Linked DNA regions of Hordeum vulgare: region 2 is linked to region 1. The links are chromatin contacts, called in public Hi-C maps. All regions are on one chromosome and are shown on one strand. Each heading gives the region's core, a stretch centred on a gene start, on an enhancer-like site or on the middle of the called end of the contact. The rest is flanking DNA. Distances are from core to core; before and after follow the strand shown.

Region 1 (3,717 bases), core at 1,066-3,565:
TGGTAGATATCCCATATGAATACAGAATGGAGTCCGGTGTTCCAAGGAAATTGGCTATTTTTGCTTCACAGTCAAGGTGGACATCTGCAAGTGTTCCACATTAAGAAAGCCAGCTCCTTCTTATTTGCAATAGAGGTAATTGGCTATGAACATGAACAAAGAATATACAAACCAATTGTTCCATAGAAGCCACGTGGACCACAGGACCCAACACCATATTTCTCCAATGAACCAACACAAGAATCCTACAATTCACTCAATACCGATCAGAAATCCCTGACTAAGATGTAGCTGTCAAAAATACTGTCAAACATCAGAGTTTTCTCTTACAATAATTTTCTCATTGCCAATTAAACCAAGGTAGTTTGCTGATGCAAAGTTTACAACTTCTTTCCCCTCAATGGTCGTATGTGGTCCAGCAGCACTGTATAGAAAAACACAGATAGCAGTGTTAATTATGACCCTCAGAAGTCAGGACTGATTACATATCCCCCACAAATAAAGGACAGAATATAGATATCCAGCAACTACACACATCCTGTAATTGTAACTTGCCCATATCGTAAATATTTTCATTTCATATTCCATGGATCAAAGCAAATGGATCAAGAACAGATTGGCAACCACATACACAAAATCTCTAGAATGGTAGCTGCCAATGGTTCTCTACAAAATGATATCTACCGATGGTGAGCTGTAATGAAATAAAATCATATCATTTGCGGATACTACTGTGAGAGGTTCTCATCCACTGTTTGTTTATTTATTTTGTAGATAATTAAACAGTGACCGAGGAAAACGAAACAGTAAAATATTCTATGGTAGGAAGTACTTCAGACAGAGCAATGCTAACGCTAGGGAGTTCACAATTATTCATAAAATTTATAGGAGTGCGCAGTGGTTACGCTTCCTTGTAATCGCAAAGACACAAACAGAAAAATAAATTCAAAACTACCGTTCCAAATTAACAAATAAATAAGCCACACAAACCTTTCCAAGATTGGTGGGTCAATGTTGGACCCCTCCTTGATTGGAGGACATAAAGGTTCTGGTTCCCATTCATCACATAGCTCATCAACCTCCTGCGGAGATTAAAATGCAAACTGTTACCCAGAAACTTCATGAAGTGACGACAAAAACCAATACTTGATAACATGAACAAAGGAGAAAAACTACTCTACCTTTTCGCTAAGTGGCTTCTTTGGAGGTTTGTAGCTCTTCCTGGAAAGCTGAAACACTATGACGGCAATAAGAAGTCCTTCCACAACCAAGTGACCTGAATCAATGACACGGCCTCAAAATGTCAAAAACCATACCACCATCATCATGAAATCAGACTTTATTTTTTGATGGGTGGAAGAGGATCACCATCGATATGAACCCCGAAGACGACAGCACGTGCAAGAGGAGCGTTGAATGCAGCTGAGACACGAGCAAGCACTGCCGTGGTGGCATTGACAATCGGCAATGCCATGTCCATGTCCTAACTCTATGTCGAGCCTTTTCCAACAAAGGGAAACTTCAGCCTTTCAAATCTGCCAAGCAAACAACGCTCCTTTCCTGAATCAACCAGATCGGTCACAGAAAAGCAGAATCTAGTACTGGAGCGCACACAAAACTGATCCCAAAGATTGAACAGATACAGTAGCGTCATGTTTAACCCGGATTATTTTTACAACAGTTACAGGAAGAAGTCACACGGTTGGATCCAATCTTGAGGGCGAACTCGATAAAGTTTTTAACTTTCCCACTTTCTACACGCTCCTAAAATCTAAATCTCACCCGCATCGAGGGACATGGACAGCGAGATAAAGCTCAATGAAGGCCTTGCTTTTGCGGCCCCAAACCCGGATGGCTGCTGGCGGCGGCGGAGATCTGACGAGAGGATGCCGCGTTTCGTTTCGTTTGGTTGGGAGGAAATTGAACTTATGAACACCAATTTTCAAAAATAGACCCATCTTACCTCCGGCAAAGAGCCATTGTCGTCCTCGCAAATCCCCAGAACTTGAAATTCTAAATTCCAATGGAAGAGAACAGGGAACATGAGCTCTCCTCACCTGGGACACCCTAATCCGATGCGCCGGACGGCGGTGCTCGTGCTGATTACAAGGTGCCAGCACCTGCGCAAGATCGCAGCCCCGCAATGGATGGCAGCACGGGGTTAACAGAGCAGAGGAGGGCGAGGGATTCGAAGAAAGTCAGTGTTGGAGAGAGACGACGACGATGAGGAATAGAATACGGAGGAGGAGATGAGTTTTGTTTGAGTGGGCTTGTGTTCGGGCGGCGGTCGGTCATCTTTGGCTGGCTGGGCTCTGCCTATACTTTTCGGCCGGCCAGCGCGTTAATGAGGAAGATTCAAAGTTTTTTTTTCTTTCTGAAATTAAGACTCAGCCTTTTGTTTTTAACACCGATGCAAACGCTCATATAAACGTGCATAGACTCATCCATATGAACGCACACCCTATATTTATGATCACCTCCGAGAGATTAAACCGGCATATTATTTTGAGATTTACAAAGTCGTCGTAGACGTCTCATCAACATAAATGTCTTTTCTCACTAAATGTGCATCGTCAAAAATCTTGAAATAAATCCTGAAATAATGTGAGCACTAGAAATTAAAACACTGATGGGCTGAGAATACCATTATCCCGCTAACTATTCAACCATAGGTTTGGTCGCAATTTAGGACAGTCCAACTCCAAGGCAAACGATATGGATTTGATCTTTTTTTTGTCTTTTTGGATCGGCCACGCATACACGGATGTTCGGTTTTCTCTGATGGGTCATACGTGTATAGAGTGAACACTGAAATCCAGACAAAATCTAGTTCATATAACTAAAAATACTTAAATAAAAGTGTGGGCGGAACTAGGCGGAGGTGGTGTCCTCCTTTGTCAGGTCGACGTACACCGACCCCTACGTCCAGGGGAAGGCCTGCTGGAAGGCTGCTATTGCGCCACGTGGTGCCGCTCCAACGTGCGCTCCGCCTCCTGCCACTCCTAGTCCATCCCTCGTCCTCGGTCTCCAAATAGTATTTTGCGGCCTCTTCGTCGGTCATGCCCACCCACACGAGCGGGCATGACACATACATCCGCACCTGGTCGTCCACGACCAAGACTCCCCTAGCAACGGCTCCTCGGGCACACGCGGTGTGGGTAGCGGTGGGGATGTATTGGCCTCTACACGAGACGTTGACTCGGCCAACGCCTACACACGGCCAGGCCACCTGGCCATCTCCTCCCACTCGAACTCCTCGTAGGCCCTCCTTGTGGCCTCCTCGAGGACCATAATTTAGGCGACCTCCTCTTCATGATCCTCCTCCTTCACCACCACCGATGGTGGTGGAGCACGCACACTAGGTGCAACCAAGCTCTATCGGCGACGGTTGTTGCCATGTGTCCTAGTTCGACGAGTCCGCCTCACAGTATAGGTGGTTGTGGATCCCGTGCGAGAGTTCAACACCATGGCGAAGCATGGATGGGGAGTCAGCACGGCGGTGGCGAATCTCGACCATCTGTGCGCGGTGTGATTGCAGCAAACCCGACACTGAAAAGATGTATGGGTTGAGGTGATAGTCGTGCGGCAAGTTGACGTCTAGCCATGGCACTAGCATACCGTGCTCCCAAAAATAGTGGCACTGATGGACCAGGATGTAGAACCGCTAGCAGGGCAGCCGTGACACGAGGGTGAAGTTGGTCGGTCCGTACCGCAACT
Region 2 (4,044 bases), core at 1,390-3,889, 230 kb after region 1:
TTGATTTCACAAGAGACGGAAATTTGCTTCCAATGAAAAAGTAATCGGCTTCCGTAAAACAAAAGACTAATACCATTTCAGTATGTATCAATTACATTACAGCAAAATCTGATACAAAGATCCCAGTAAGATAGCTCGGAAGCGAGGGTATTGTCTTGAGCTCTGGCGTCACAATAGTGAACATAACCTTGGTTCTTGTCTTTCACGTGTCTCCACCACCTCCGTTGCCTTCATATCAATATTGTCGACATCATGGCGAGAGGGTAGTGCAAGGCGATTGAGAAAACAATGATGCATGGTTGGCATCGTTGATGCAAACCATTTCTGGTAACTATGGAAGCGAGAACTATGGAAGCAAACTACCTAGAATGAATACACATATGTGATAACAAGGACAAGACCAAAATTTATATAAGAATACGCAGGAAGTATGGAAGCAATCTGCATACACCAAAAAAGCACTTGAACTATGATTTGGAAGCTCACTAGAAGCATGAAAATATGCTATATGAATATGACTCATCTTAATAGGAACTATAGAACATTGAAAATGAAAACACATTAAGATTACGGCTAACACGGGATGCATGTTAGATGTACTCGTACATACAAAATGAACCAAATCTTGTTTACTTATTGAACCAAAGTCTATCCTGAAGAAGCTAGTGTATTAAAATTTAGAATCTTCATGAGTACGAACCATGCAAAAAGTGTGTGACATGATACATGTCAATAAGTACAACATATGTTACAGGAGCTCGAATGGAAGCATATAACAATGAAAATCAAAGCCAACTAATATTTTGGGTAACAACAATATGGATGATTTGTGTTGCTAACTTACAAATTAATATAATTGTTTTTACCTATGAAAGCAGAATGTATAGAGTTCAAATTGTATTGTGGTTTAGATGCTACAGAGTACATAACAAAGTACTCCAGCACGAACATGGTACTTTGGGACAAAACTAGTCTTCCATGGAAGCATGGAAATTTGAAATAATTACAACCATTGATCGGGAGGTGCACCGGCAAGGTGGACCAAGGGCTATATCGAGCGGAGCATGGCGGGGGATCCATGTGGGCAACATTGTCAGAGATGAAAGTAGTATGAAGGAAGCACAACAGCAATGTATGGTTTACAACAGTGCTTGCAAAAACAGAAGAATGAATAAACGGAGAATATATAGATGGAACTACCGAAGCAAATTACATATAAGGAAGAAACATATGTAATATAATATTGAAGCATTGCATTGTACAATGGATACTGAAGCAAAACTAAAAAATTTGGCCTCCAAAGGATGAATGTTTTGAATCACCAACATATAGATTGATCTGCATTATTATTATTTGGCATTAGGAAGAGAGAAAAAATCAAAGTCCAGAAGCATTTGTATAGCATTATAGATGTTGCAAAACTAAGAAGCGTGGACATTTTTAGTTTGAGACAGATATATTCACGCCCAAATTTTGAGACAGATTTAGTGATTCAATACATACTAGACGACACAAATTCACGCCCACAAACATGCCATAAACCAAGGTATTCGCAGCAAGATCCATAAAAAAATCAGAAAATAATTATGTTAGGAATCAACGAGCACTGCAGGATTAAAAGTAATAAGTGAACGGGACACAAACCCTAGGATGGGGTGGATGAATCATGCCATACTCCATTCCTACTTGCTTCGTTCCCGGACCAAGATGCTACCCCATCGAAGTGGACTGGATTCCAGAGGAGTGCGGCCCGATCCCGGTGGAGATAAGCGCGACGGCGGGGAGGTTGCGACCTCATCGGTGAGCGAAGTCATGGCACAAGAAGAGAAGGAGGAGAGGGAGGCTGAGCCGCTGGTGAGAGCTCGTCGTGCCGTTGGACGAAGAGGAGAGAAGGAGGAGCAGGGGCGGAGCCGGGGAAAAAGGGATATGGCGATGCGAGCGAGCTAGGTGCACGACGACAACGATGGGAGATGGTGGCGGGTGCCTACGAGGCAGAGGCGGAGGGGGATCTGGTAAGGCGAGATCGTGAGGATTGCGGAGAGTGGAATCAGGAGTCATGTAGGCGAGTGATTAAGGAAAGGTTAATGCAGGGGGCTGCAGAGGTCTATTTTGGGATGACGGATTTTTTTACATATATGAAAAACATGTTGTGAGCGTTGGATTCAAACAGTATCGACCACTGTCGATTAGTCTGAGCCTCGTCTTCTATCAGACTATAGATAGGAAAGGTTTCCCTTTATTTAATTCGTTGTCTCACCCCCATCCACACCTCTCCTGTTATATTAATATCACAGTGCTGCTGTCCACTTGCTTCTCGTTAAATGCATGTGTCGATCTATTTAAAAAATTAGACACGGACAAACCGATGGACAACCCAAACAAACAAAACATGTTGTCCATTTGCTCCAAAATTGCTTTAATAATCACGGGATCGGCAGGAACTTTTTTGTTTTTGTTTTTGGTGAGTGTATGTGTCCGCTACGGACTACCGGGTTAGGGTCTGCAACTCCAGCCCGCAAGTACGCCGCGGGCTGACAGGGCCGGCGCGCACGCAAGATGGTTTCCACCAGCCCAGCCCGCGCAAAGTCTCATCGGACGGTCACAAACGAAGCCCAAGCTCAAACCGGACGGACCACAGACGACGGTTGCCCCTCCTCGGGGAACCTGGAACGGGTTCAACTCCTACGGGAAACCCTTCCTCCCCGCGACCTTGCCCTGCTCTCGAACCTCTTTCAAGCCGACACGCCTCCTCCTCCCCTCCGAACCGACCCAAACCCAGCAACCCTACGCAGCGAGCAGCGAGCGGCGGCAATGGGGAGCGCCGCCGACCTGGTGATGAAGGCGGCGTGCGACGCCTGCGGCAAGGCGTCCGAGCTCTACAGCACCGCCTGCCGCCACGCCACCCTCTGCAACTCCTGCGCCGCCGACATGGCGCGCTCGCGCGCGCGCTGCAACGTCTGCGCCGCCCCCATCACCAACGTCATACGGGTACCCGCGACGGCCCTAGGTTTCCGATTCCACGATCAACGCCATTGCCGCTGCCGCCGCCGCCGCCGAGCCTGGCAGTTTTCGGCTCTGTTCTTCCTGACCGTTTTCTTCGTTCCAACGGCCCACGCAGGAGTACAATGTCCGGGTGGATACCGCCGCGGGGAAGGCCCTTTCCATAGCCAAATTCAACACCGGCGTGCCGCCCATCTCGAAGATGAAGGGTGGGGGGAACAAGTGGTCTCTTCGCAAGGATGGCCCGACGCCAGGGCGTCAGCTTACTGCCGATATGCGGGTACTGGTTCCTCGTCACGGATGATCATCTCTTGGTTTATAGTATGAACTATCCTGATAATATGGTGTCACGAACTCACGAACTGGCGTCAGCTTACTGCCCATATGCGGGTACTGGTTCCTCGTCACGGATGATCATCTCTTGGTTTATAGTATGAACTATCCTGATAATATGGTGTCACGAACTGGCGTCAGCTTACTGCCCATATGCGGGTACTGGTTCCTCATCACGGATGATCATCTCTTGGTTTATAGTATGAACTATCCTGATAATATGGTGTCACGAACTCACAAGTTTACCACCTTTTTGGTGTGCTAGTAATTCATCAAGATGCAAAAACAAGGAGGCCGTGTTAATTCGTGCAGCGCTACCTCTTGTGAACAACCCCCCAAATATCAACTGTAGTTGTTCATTTAGGCATACATGTGTGACCAACTGATCATACATGTGTAGCTAGCGTGCTATTGGATACCCTTATTGCACATGTGGAGTTTATTTTGTTCATCTGATGGAAAATGTACATGCTAGTACTCCATTCTGCAGTAACTTGTTCCTTTAATCCTGTTCGTAGCTTTGATGCCGATGATGGTTTTCCTGTAATCCTGTTGACCATGTGGCACTTATGTTTGACAAAACAGGAGAAGTACTACAACAGAAAGCCATGGATATTAGAAGATGATACAGGTGAATATCAGTACCAAAGTCAACTTGAGGCATCACAATCTGCAACTGCTACATACTATCTGCTGATTAGGCGCGGCAAG

The links. A called contact is a pair of places that touch in the nucleus more often than the background predicts.
Region 2: a Hi-C map of leaf shows a contact between it and region 1, with 4 times the contacts expected there. The contact joins the promoter of LOC123449141 here to the promoter of LOC123449140 in region 1. A contact is called at or near these places in 1 of 6 Hi-C or Micro-C datasets (leaf) and 1 of 1 datasets of contacts at active chromatin or transcription factors (embryo).

What each region holds. Positions count from the first base shown.
Region 1 is chr4H:498,686,668-498,690,384 of MorexV3_pseudomolecules_assembly, forward strand. LOC123449140 (long chain base biosynthesis protein 1a) reads right to left here and starts at 2,316. Exons shown (of 13, transcript XM_045126241.1): 1 at 2,058-2,316; 2 at 1,369-1,535; 3 at 1,182-1,276; 4 at 991-1,082; 5 at 331-424; 6 at 173-245; 7 at 1-84. The coding sequence starts at 1,480.
Region 2 is chr4H:498,918,684-498,922,727 of MorexV3_pseudomolecules_assembly, forward strand. LOC123449141 (transcription initiation factor IIF subunit alpha-like) reads left to right here and starts at 2,640. Exons shown (of 11, transcript XM_045126243.1): 1 at 2,640-2,988; 2 at 3,119-3,280; 3 at 3,919-4,044. The coding sequence starts at 2,812.